2 separate regions of the Mus musculus genome follow, and region 2 is linked to region 1. Evidence: chromatin contacts called from public Hi-C data. All regions are on one chromosome and are shown on one strand. Each heading gives the region's core, a stretch centred on a gene start, on an enhancer-like site or on the middle of the called end of the contact. The rest is flanking DNA. Distances are from core to core; before and after follow the strand shown.

Region 1 (2,757 bases), core at 99-2,598:
ACCTGGTCTGAGGGTGCACAGCATACAGTGTCGCGAGGTATGGGCTTTGATCTTCCCCTCAGAGGACTGGGAGTCCACACCAAAACAAAAGAGGAAATGTGCGTCTTCCCTTGCGGGAGGAGAACCTGGTGCTCTGAACCGCACCCTCCCTTCTAAACACTTCTTGCTGCCTTCTGGAAACAACCTGAAGCCAGGAGGTGCGATTCCTTAAAATTATCATTTTGAATAGGTAAAACTCCGGTGGAAAGGGCTCTGCTGGCTTTGGCTGGTTTTGAACAGGGAGAGGCCATGGAAGTCCAGTGAGAACAGTTTCCGACTTGCAATTGCCCAAACTGTGGGAAAATGAGGTTAGGCTGTCTTAAGCCACCAGGGTTAAGGTAGTGTTTTCCATTAGAAAATGAGAACACTATCTGTGGCCAGTGCACTCTTGCAAGTTGGGAGGTGAAGCAAGGAAATAATAAAATATCCCTAAATCCCACAACTAGAGATAATGATCACCAATTACTTGGTGACTGTTTCTTGGTATCTGTCCGTCTGTCTGTCTATATCTATCCACCCATCCATTCATCCGTCTATTTTTGGTATGAGGCCTTGGGGGTTCATGACATATTTGTTGAGAGCTCTACTGAACCATAGTCTCAGCTCTGTGCTAGGTATTTTGCTTGCTTCGCTTTTGTTTTATGCATGCACACATATGAAAAAGTTTGCACATATACACACACTCAACCCATGTGTTTGGATTCAAAAGTACATACTGCTTTGGAACTTATATTTTTTACTTTCCCCACTCAAAAATGCATTATAGACACCTCCCCCCGCCCCCCCCCCCCTTGGTCTTTCCTAGGGTTAAACAGCTTTCCCTTTAACAGTTAAGCTGAGGTTTGAGAAGTGAGGGCACTGAACACTTGGTGGCAGTATTGAGACAAAAATTTTGGAAAATAACCGAAAGCCTCCGGGGACTTTGTTCAGCTGAATCGTGGCATTACCTTGCTGATATTTAATAACCGGAGAAAGAACATGTGTATTATTAGGGCTGTATGTCTCCAGCGGCTCCCGGTTTCCCCAGATCAGGCTGTACCGTTCCCTCCCAAGACGGAGAGATTAGATAAGATTGTATTTATGTTTGCTTCCATATCCGGTAGTGAGACTGAATTTGTGCTCTTAGGAAGCTGCTTGCCATCTCCTTCGCCCTCTTCCCCTGATAGATATCACATCAGACACAGAGGAGCTGGGCTGACAATTTGATGCCTCACCACTCAGACAATTGGGTCTGAATCTTGCCCCTTGCGGGTTCCTGCACCTTGCTACCGGAAGGTCTGGAAGATTTGGCTCCCAGTGGCTCAGGAGCTCTGTGGGTGGTGCTTCCAGTAAGATCTGGAATCCCAGGGTCCTCTGGAAAGCCTCCTGGGAGGGTATACTCTACACAGCAACACTGGGTTCTGAGAGGCAGCTGGGTAAAGACCATCCTTCCTCAGGTTAGATTACATCACTCATTTTTATTGAAGGCATATCACCCCAACCTGCATTACCATACAGGACAAGAATGCCCTGGAATTTTAGTAACTGCAGGAAGAACACTTTTTAAAAAAATTTTTAAAGATTTATTTTTTATTTATATGAGCACACTGCAGCTGTCTTCAGAAACACATTAGAAGAATGTATCAGATCCCATTACAGATGGTTGTGAGCCACCATGTGGTTGCTGGGAATCAAACTCAGGACCTCTGGAAGAACAGTCAGTGCTCTTAACTGCTGAGCCATCTCTACAGCCCGGAAGAACTTTTTTTTTCTTTAATTAATTTGTATTTTTTAAAAGAGGTGCTATATTCCCTCAGACGAGGCTACAACCCCCCCCCCCCCATGTGCAAAGCTCGTGTTTGTGTAGTGCAGTATACAATGGAGAAGGCAAGAGATAAACCTGGCCCTTCATTTTAGCTGTTAACTGGCCTTGCATCTTGGTCAAACCCCACAGCCTTGGTGTAGAAGTATTTTCTATTCACCCGAAGTAATTGTCCTCTCAGAGGCTTGTTCTTTCAAATTCTGACTTGGTGAGACAGCTGGCTGGCTGGTCCACACTGGACCCTGAAATACAGCTTGCTTTGATTGGACAATAGTGGATTTGGTCTTTTCTCCTTGTGATTCTCAGGTTTAACAGTTAATTGTAAGAAACCACAGTGCCTGCTCCCACCCTACACTTAACACACAAGGGCTGGAATCCTCCCAGCATTAGAAACAAAAATAAACTTAGTAATTTATACTTCAAAAAAACAACTATGGTCGGGCAGTGGTGGCACACACCTTTAATCCCAGTACTTGGGTGGCAGAGGTAGGCAGATTTCTAAGTTCAAGGTCAGTCTGGTCTACAGAGTGAGTTCCAGGACAGCCAGGGCTACACAGAGAAACCCTGTCTCAGAAAACAAAAACAAAAACAAAACAACTATGGCGGGTGGAACCTCACGAGCTGTTAAGAAATATTTATTTGCTGGGCTTGGTGGTGCAGGCCTTTAGTCTCAGCACTTAGAAGGCAGAAGTAGGTAGATCTCTATGAGTTTGAAGTCAGATTGTCCTACAGAGTGAGTTCCAGGCCAGCCAGGGCTACAGAGAGGGACTCTATCTCACAGAACAAGCAGAAAGCAAAATTTTATGATTTAACCTGTATTTTTTCTTAACTCAACACTATGCCCCAGGAGTATTTCACAGCAAAATAAATGGATGTCTTTATGATTTTGTTTTATAGTGGTGTATCACCCCACTGTG
Region 2 (2,711 bases), core at 16-2,515, 110 kb after region 1:
GATCAGTGAAATGATTAATTAATGGTTCATCCTCTTCCATCCACAGAAAAGGAATGGAGGTTTAATTCAATTTATTAATGCTATCTTTACTCAGATTAAAAATCTGATATGTAAAGGCATTCCTTTTACAAGATTCATTTTTTTACACTCACATTTTTTGTTCTGTGTATTATGCATGAGGCGACCAGCAAACACTATATATTGACATTAAAACATACTTAAATGTCATATCAACTATAAACTTTTATTGGCAAATAAAAGTACTTTTTTACCTAGGGGCTGGGGAGGTGATTCTATAGGTTTCTTCACAAACAGGAGGACCTCAGTTCAATCCCTAGCACCCACATAAAGAGCCAGGGGTGGCAGTGTGCACCCGTAACACTAATTATGAGGAGGCAGAGAGGGGAGGACCTCTCGGGGTCCCTCTCCTGCTACTGTAGCTGAACCAGTGAGATCCAGGTTCAACAGGAGGCCCTGTCTCAAAAAATAAGATGGAGAGTGACTGAGGAAAATACCTAACATTGGGACCTTTGCCCCCACAAACATGTACATATATGTATGCTCTTTCACTTTACCATACATGTGCACAAATACATATACAATAATAATAAATAAAAATTTAAAACCAAAATATTGAAAAATAACATAATAATTCTAGAGGAAAATATATGGTTCTGTCCTCTGAAATGGCACAGAAAAGCTTAATCATTAAAATATAAGATTAATTTTGTTTTTAATTATATGCTTGTGTGTGTGTGTGGCTTGTGTGTGGGATGTGTGTGTTAGTGTGTGTCTGTATGTGTCTGTGTGGCATATGTATGGTTTGTGTGTGTGTGTGTGTGTGTGCGCGCGCTATGAATGCAGGTGTCTACCTGCAAAGGCTAGAACTCCACCTGAGATGAAATTACTGGTGATTGTGTGTTGTCAGAAGTTGGCATTGGGAACTCAACTATTTTGCAAGAGCAAATGAGCTGCTTACCAGTGGACCGTCTCTTAGGCAATAGGAAAGCCAATCTTGATTGTCCCACAGGGACTTAAGAAAATGCCTGGGAGGTCATTGTGTTTTTTTCCAGAGGAAGAGGGAAAATTCCCATAGATAAATAACTAGAATCCAGAGCAGCTTCTCTGGGGTGCCCCTGGCTTTCATTGATCTTGTCTCTGTGGGAAAGGGGTTTAATAAATAGTCACATAGACAAAGAGTGAACCCCTGAAACGCTGAGGGAAAACACAGTGCAGAACTGGCATAGCACACCCTAGAGATGGCACCCAGAGGGAATAACTGAGTGAAGAAACAGTTGTTGTTTCAATGCATGGAAAAACTACAATATGTGCACATAGATATATGTAGATTAATCAGCTATATGTGTGTGCCTGTATATGTATGGCTTATGTGGCTGTATGCATTTATGCTTTATATATACATATAAACATGTCTGTATATATATGTATGTATATATATGCCCTGAAAAAAGGAAAATTATGACAATGTATTAAAGTACCCAACTTCTGTGAGAGGAATTGGGTGCATGGGCCATTTATATACTCTGCTGGGTTTTGTTTTATTTATTTATTTTTAAAAGATAGCTTCTCTATCTAATAAACTCTATCAAAGTTTCAAGTGATACTATGAAAATTCAGGGATAGCCACATACCACTGTGCTGTTGTCCCTCAAAAGCACAGGAAGTCAGTTGATATTGGGTGGAACATTTGCCTGGATAGTCTAGAAATCAGACTACAAATGCATTTGTAATTTGCCAGAATGAGTTGTGTGGTATCAGACAAGTTACTTGGTGTCTCTGGGTCTCTGCTTTCACATGTGTGTTAAAGGAAGGGCTTAGACTGGGTTTTTAGTTAATGGGAGATAAGCTAGCAGAGAAAAGGATTCCCTTCGGAGCCTGCTTTGAGTTGGGGTAAAACGCTATTGTGTTCTGGGCTGTTTGATCCTATAGTCACAAATGTAGGATTATCTCTAAATTCCTCCATTCACTCTCTGCTCTCTCTAAACGGTGTCCACATCTCTCAAAGCGGGCCACCTGCACTGCGGTGCTCACTCTACTTTGCTCACAGTGGCTTTTCCATCTCTTACACCTGCTGTCCTTATTCTAAACTACTAACGTCCTAGGTCCTGGAGATGTTGTTCAGTGACCAGCGACATGTTTAGAATGTGAAGGTCCAAAGTTTGAATCCCAGCACCAAACAACCACATTCCAACCACCTGGCTGCTCCAGGGTTACCTCACTGAAGACATCTGTGAACATCACAGAAAGCCTGCAACTGCCACAGACCATGTTCTCTCCTGTATCTCAGCTTGGCATGGCCTCTCCAGCTGCTCTGTTACTTGGGAGCAGAGACCATCTCACTCACAAAGACTCATAGCAGTACACGGTATGGGGCTTACAAAATGCAGAAGCTACCGGAAATTGGTCTGCGTTTGAATGCTAAGCAAGCTTCCTCATCTTCCGCTGTGAGACACCCATCCAGTCGCTATAATATGGGTGTCATCTCAGCAAGTGCTGACAGGAACAATCAGTCTCCTGTTAGCCAAGTGTGAATGACTTACAAAGCCTCATACAGTTATGCTTGTGAGTGATGAGGCTTTAGTTGGCCAATCAGAACAGTAAAATATTTCCCCCAATTACTTCAAAGCCCAGAAGGATGGGGAGGTCTGCTGTGTTGCTCAGTTTCTCTCATGGAGGTTTGAGCTTGACAA

What was found. Hi-C and Micro-C count contacts between places; a contact is called where the count stands out from the background.
Region 2: a Hi-C map of olfactory sensory neurons shows a contact between it and region 1, with 4 times the contacts expected there. The contact joins two enhancer-like sites. A contact is called at or near these places in 6 of 39 promoter capture datasets (the 3T3-L1 cell line, the HPC-7 cell line, embryonic stem cells and 3 more), 4 of 484 Hi-C or Micro-C datasets (the HL-1 cell line, muscle stem cells, nephron progenitors and 1 more) and 3 of 9 other capture datasets (adipose tissue, embryonic stem cells and pancreatic islet).

Annotation. Positions count from the first base shown.
Region 1 is chr9:53,828,608-53,831,364 of GRCm38.p6, forward strand. No RefSeq gene overlaps it. Among named protein-coding and RNA genes, the nearest start is that of Sln, 20 kb to the right of the region's middle. Within about 2 kb of position 1,349, at least 38 of the 459 cell types and tissues checked have an H3K27ac peak or open chromatin away from gene starts, as enhancers often do. A contact at or near this core is called in olfactory sensory neurons, where this site is marked.
Region 2 is chr9:53,941,151-53,943,861 of GRCm38.p6, forward strand. All of the region lies in intron 2 of Elmod1 (ELMO/CED-12 domain containing 1), which reads right to left. Among named protein-coding and RNA genes, the nearest start is that of Elmod1, 33 kb to the right of the region's middle. Within about 2 kb of position 1,266, at least 2 of the 459 cell types and tissues checked have an H3K27ac peak or open chromatin away from gene starts, as enhancers often do. A contact at or near this core is called in olfactory sensory neurons, where this site is marked.